Regions from separate parts of the Mus musculus genome. Here region 1 is linked to region 2. The links are chromatin contacts, called in public HiChIP or PLAC-seq maps. All regions are on one chromosome and are shown on one strand. Each heading gives the region's core, a stretch centred on a gene start, on an enhancer-like site or on the middle of the called end of the contact. The rest is flanking DNA. Distances are from core to core; before and after follow the strand shown. Region 1 holds the start of Chst2 (carbohydrate sulfotransferase 2). Region 2 has its middle 40 kb from the start of Gm32018.

The links. HiChIP or PLAC-seq counts read pairs in DNA pulled down with a chosen protein or histone mark.
Region 1: a contact with region 2 is called in a CTCF HiChIP or PLAC-seq map of CD8 T cells, with 6 read pairs. The contact joins the promoter of Chst2 here to the enhancer-like site in region 2. A contact is called at or near these places in 1 of 39 promoter capture datasets (trophoblast stem cells), 1 of 15 datasets of contacts at CTCF or cohesin (CD8 T cells), 2 of 484 Hi-C or Micro-C datasets (Th1 cells and Th2 cells), 4 of 115 datasets of contacts at active chromatin or transcription factors (CD8 T cells and embryonic stem cells) and 2 of 9 other capture datasets (liver and pancreatic islet).

Annotation. Positions count from the first base shown.
Region 1 is chr9:95,405,770-95,408,712 of GRCm38.p6, forward strand. Chst2 (carbohydrate sulfotransferase 2) reads right to left here and starts at 1,501. Exons shown (of 2, transcript NM_018763.2): 1 at 808-1,501; 2 at 1-704. The coding sequence starts at 522.
Region 2 is chr9:95,348,883-95,351,971 of GRCm38.p6, forward strand. No RefSeq gene overlaps it. Among named protein-coding and RNA genes, the nearest start is that of Gm32018, 40 kb to the left of the region's middle. Within about 2 kb of position 1,574, at least 19 of the 459 cell types and tissues checked have an H3K27ac peak or open chromatin away from gene starts, as enhancers often do. A contact at or near this core is called in CD8 T cells, Th1 cells and Th2 cells, where this site is marked.

The DNA.
Region 1 (2,943 bases), core at 251-2,750, 57 kb after region 2:
GCGCCACGTGGTGAACACATACACCAACTGCCGCTTGTCCCCTCCACCCCTGGTGCCTCGAGTAGCATTGCCCAGAGAGGCCGCAGCTCCTGCACTCCCAGCCGCGGCTGCGGGAACTGCCCCCACGCCCGCGGCAGGAGGGCGGTACGGGGTGCGGGGGTCCATGCGAGAGTGAGCGCGGGGTGGCGCTGCAGGAGGCGACCCCGGCCGTCCCCAGCCGGCCCCGGCCGCCCCTACCGCGGCACCCAGAGGCCCGTCGGGGTTGCACTGCTGCAGCGGCTCTTTATGCCACTTGTAGTCCAAGAGGTTGAGCATCGTGAGCACCAGTAGCAGTGCATAGCCCGCGCACAGCACCAGCGCCTTCCTGCGAAATACCTTCATCCCGAGCGGGGACGCAGGCCAGCGGCGTCCTGCGCGCCGGGGCCACGGCGGGAGCAGGGCCCGCTGCACGGCGGCAGGCGCGGCCGGCAGCGGCCGGGGAAGCGCACCGGGGGGCAGAGCTCGCGGCGAGCTGCGGCTCATCACAGGCACAGCCGGGGCCGGCGGCGCGGCGGAGGCGGCCCTGCAGCCCAGGAGGGGGACGCTGCAGGCCGGCTGCGGGCGCCGGGACTGGGGCCGCCGATCCGAGGCGGGCGCGGCGGCAGAGGCTGCTGGTCCCCGGCGCCCAGGGCTGGCTCTCCCATGGCAGCGGCTCCGAGAAGGACCTGCGAGGGGAAGCGGAGTGAATGGGTGAGCCCAGTCTCCGGTCCAGATGCCTCCTCCGCCTGAGTAACGCCCACCCTCTAGTCTGCGGGCTCCTCCACTCACCTGGAGCGGAGGGTGCGCCTCGGAGCGTCCCCAGATCCCCGACCGGCGGACTGTCCGGCTAGCACTCTCCTCGGTTTCTCTCCGGTTCTCTTCTGCTAGGGGTCCCCAAGCCTTCGAGGGAGCCGCGAGACTCCGCTGCCCTAGCCCTAGGCAGAGTTTTCCAGCAGCGGGCGCCCTGCACCCCGGGAGGGGAAACTTTCACCGGGCCCGGAGCCCAGCTCTGCGCTCCACCGAGCGCGGCGCGTCCCGGCTCCAGCGACGTCTCCTTAGGTCTCTCGGGACCGCTGCTTCCCTCCAGGCTCTGGGGCACGAAGCAGGCAGGAGGCGACAGTGGGGGGTGGCTTACATACGCCCCAGCTCCAGGCTGTTCTGCTCTCCATCGCTCTCTCTTGGCCTCCACGTAGCGAACCTTCCCATCCCTCCGGCGGCCGCGGATAGGGTGCAGCGCGGCCCCGCAGCGGCGGCTGCTTCTTCCATCACCCGGAGGATGTCCTGGCGGGCGGCTCAGGCGAGCCCCGGCGCTCCGTGGCCGCGGACTGGCCCAGGACTCTGTACACCTAGCTGAAGGCAAAAGAGCGGGACCCCCCACCCCCGCGTCACCAGCGGCTTCTGCCCTACGAGGTCCCGAGGCAGAGGAAGCCCCCGCCGCGGCCGCACTAAAGCGGCGCCCGGGAGGATGCTGCTACCCGACTCCCCCTACGCCGGGCGCCTGCAACGCGCTCGGGCCGGCCTCTGCGCGGCTCCTGCCAGCCCGCTCGGGGTTGGTGCGCGCCGCCGTCTGTCGCCCCGGCTCCTCCCCTTCGCCGTGCTCCCCTCCTCCTCTGCCTGTCCCACACCCGCCCTCCTCGCAGCTCCAGACTCCCGCCGCCACCTCCTTAGGGGCTGGAGATGCGACCCGGTTCAAGGAGGCGCTGCTAGGGCCTCCAGCCGTTAGTAGCAGAACAGAGCTCTAGGTGCGCCCGGGGCGCGGCGCCGGCGCCTGATTCCCAGCTCGCCCGCACAGCCGGAGACTTGGGTTCTCTGTAGCTGCACGACTCGGCTCCCAGGATTCGCTCTGGAGAAGAGTTGGTGATAAAAGTTTGAGCAGAAATACCCCGGACGTACGCTCCTTTCATCCCCAGCGGTCAGCACTGGTGTCCCCTCCTAGGACGCGAGCAGCACCGCCCAACAGCGCTGTGTGCAGCGGGAACCCAGTTCTGAAGCCTTGGCCCTGGTGCTAGCCCATTCCAGCGGGTTTGTGGTTTCTCCCTCAAGGAGGAAGTAATAAATCTTTCTGGGCCCGGGGTCACTGAAGAGGCTTCAGAGTATGCCTCTCCGCAACCTTTCCGAGTGTCCTGGATTTGGACAAGGCCACAAGGTTTCGATGATCCCACCCCCACCTCCTGCCCGGCAGATGTTCTAGGCTTGTGGAGTTTCCACCTCTGCTGACACCCTCTGAGACAGGGCTGCTGGGGGGAGGGGAGGGCGCTTTGTTTAAATTTGTGGTGTGATAGTGAGTCCATTGACTTTAAAGAGGAAGAGATGAGATCAAAGAACTTGATCGCAAAGGAAAACGTTTTTGGACGTTGAAAGTTACTTTTTAGTTTGGTCTGCGTTGGTTTGTATACTTTTCTTTCGCTGATGAGGGAATAAACTTCCATTGTAAAATGGGACAGCTACAGGATGGGTGGAGGTTAGAGGGCACATAGGAAAGATTGTACTCCAGTTTCCACCTAGAAGGGCAGAAAGATGAGTCATTGCGGTCCGGAGGTGAACTACTGATCACTGGGAGACTGATTGCCCCCCGTCTCTCAGAAGCTTTTACAAGTAAAACATAATTACTGCAAAATTATCATAGTCTACCTGGAGCAGCCCACCTCGGCTGATGACCCTCCTAAATTTAAAGCGTTGCCATTGACGACTTTTTTTTTTTTCAGGGTATTGTACAGAATCTTCTGGGTACAGGGATTGTTGAAAAAAAAATGACTTAATTCAATTGTTTTATGGCTTTAACTGGTTTGGTTTTGTTTCAGTTTGGTTTGGGATTTTTGTTTTGTTTTGTTTCAGTTTTTGTTGTTGTTGTTGTTGTTGTGTGGGTTTCATTTCAGGTTTTAAAACTTAAAAAATAGTATGATGTAGGACCAGGGAAATGGCTCC
Region 2 (3,089 bases), core at 324-2,823:
TTGAACTTCGGAAGATCAAAGATCCACAGCTCATTTACTCAAGAAGACACGTGAATGTTTTTAATTTATCATGAAGTTGAGCCTTACCAAAAATCAAAGGTTAAAAAAAAAAGACATCATCCCTTTCATCTAGGAGCTCAAACCTATTGCTAACAGAAACACAAATATAAACAGCATCTTCATAAAGCCTGCCAAGAGTTTTGTTAAGACATCAAAAAAGGAATGATACTTAGAGCAGGCAAAGTGAGGGGCATGAAACCCGCAGAACACTTGTGCATGTGATATTGTGAGACATACAGGAGTAGAAGCCCAGGAAAAACACAGAGGGGTGACACCAGACATCCCATCAAGCAATGACTTGTCTCTTGGGATTCAGTCCAGAGAGATATCAGAAAATAGAACCAAACAGCTGCAAACAGAGTTGACAGGAAATTGGGGCCCACCACTAGGAATTTTTAGCAAGGAAGGATCTTAACACAAAACATTCTATGGAACAGCTCCATGACAAATGAAATGTGCTCATAAGGAGAAATTGGTTTCTGCCCACTGGGCCAACTATAGAGTGGCACTATGAGGAGTGGCACTATGAGGAGGTGTGGCCTTATTGGAGTAGGTGTGGCCTTTGTTGCAGGAAGCACATCACATTGGGGCAGGCTTTAAGATCTCCTATGCTCAAGCTACATCCAGTGACACAGTCTCCTTCTGCTGCAAGATGTAGAACTTCTCCAGCACATCTGCCTGTACATCACCATGCTTCACACCATGATGATAATGGACTGAACCTCTGAAACTCAAGCCAGCCCCAATTAAATGTTTTCCTTTCTAAGAATTGCCTTGGTCATGGTGTATTTTCACAGCAATAAAACCCTACCTAAAGCAACAGCCATCTTATAGCCTTCTCCAGACAAGCAAGAGATGCTGTGGCCTGAACTAAGGCAGCAGAAATAGAAAAGGAAACACAAGACAGTGTTTTCTTGATATTATTTCAAGGTCAGCAGCAACAGACTCAGCAGCTATTGATCGTAGGCAACAAAAATATAAGAAAGTTCACTTGAATGTACAGACGATGTCACGATGGTGTTAGTGTATGTGTTGCTTAGAGACAATATCACAAGACCTGTGGAGTTAGAGCTGTCTATGGAACCTTTCAGAATGTCTGTATTAGAACTGGAAAGAATAGACTGGAGTTTTGGGATTGTATCAGCTGATCTCAAGCAGTGAGGGCCTCAGAGGGGAGGGACAACCTAGAGAGGGCTGGCGGAGCAATAACTGAGCAGAGATTGTTGACCTCGAAGTCAACGCATCTCAGTAAATGAAGATTATCCCAACGAAACAGTCTTGGGTTAACCATTCTGAGATCTGTGAAAATATTCTAATTGAAAAAAAATTCATTAGGGTGCTCATTAGACAGAAAAACCATTTGAGATGCAGATCTATTACCCTTCAGAGTTTATGTTTTCCTGAAGCCTTTTGCTAAGCTGAATCCCATTGTTTTTCTGCTTAGACAGCAGGAACACTAATGATGTGAGCTGTAGTTAAGAAGCATCTCCAAGTCCGCTGCCGGTTGAAAGTTTCAGAATGAATAATGCCAGAGGCACTGGAGGGGAGAGCTGGAAGGAGATGTGTGTGCTGTGCTTTTAAAAATAATGCACTTCACATAAAGAGAAACTATTTAAAACGAGGTAAAGGTTTCAAAATATTAATCACTAATTTTATAGTATACATATAACATATATATGTACATATACATATGCATATGCATATCCACGTGCTCTCTATCTGTACACATCAACTGGAGAGATCAGTTCCCTCTGAAGCAGTCAGTTTCCCTTCTGTCAGATATGACTCATGAGTAAGACTCCACCATCATCAGTGAGATCAGGAGTTTGGCTGCCCTTACATCCTTGCAGCATACTGTAGCTCAGATCACGAACAGCCATCTTCCTTCTGCAGCAGAAATAATCTCCCAGGGTTACACCGGATGTGATTTGAATTCTTGTGGTTTTTGGCCACTTGTAGCTTATTTCTTAAAAAGTCTATTGATCTACTTTCCAGAGAGGCAAACTTAGTTACAACTTTTTTCTCTTTTTGTCTTTAGAGATGACTTCCCCAAAATACTTTTCTACACCCTTAAAAATTAGCATCCTACTGAAGCACTCCATCATACATCTAACTAGACTATGAAATCATCCATAATTACTCAGCAACCCCCCATATAGTCAATTCTGTTCCATGGGGTAAAAAAACAATAGAAGGAATGAAATATGTAGGCAACAAGAGGCAGAAGTTATGTTTTAAGGAAACAACCAAAAATATCAAGAAGCTATAAGCAAGAGCTAAACTGGGCAGCATCAGGCATTAAGTGCTGTAGACTCATCTCTAAAGGAAGGATTCTCATGAATTGTGCAAATCCAGAAGTTTCCATAGAAGAGAAGCTTACTCTAAAACACTGGAGCATGTCTTTTTGTTTTTCTCTATTTTTGTTATGGAGATATTTGTGCTACATCTTGCTACCCAGCTGAGGAGCAGGGCCATAGGTTTGGTGTGTAGATGTCTTTGGGTCCACTGAAAATCCAGAACTTCATTGTGTATTGGAAATGGGATCAAAGCTTTAGTTCCCTCCACTCCCAAGTCCACATCTATGCATCTTGCACACACACACACACACACACACACATACACACACACACACACACACACACACAGAGAGAGAGAGAGAGACAGAGAGACAGAGAGACAGAGAGACAGAGAGACAGAGAGACAGAGACACACAGAGATAGACTGAACATATATACAGAGGAAACACAAGGAGGATTATTTCCCTGCAAGTCTAATGTCTTACATAAGCAGGATGCTTCAGCCTGGTGCAAGCCAATTAAAGCAAAATGGCAGCCTTATGGCCACTGGCACACCCAGCCCCTTGTTCACAGCTCTTCTAGCTATTCACAACTCGTCTTTCATTTAGCTTCTCCCTAGGTTCAGATCGTATGGTTTATCACTCAGCACACCATTTATTAAGCACCTACAGCGTACAAAGTACTCAGTGGAGAAGGATTTACATTAGTGTTGAGACTTGCCAAGACACCTGC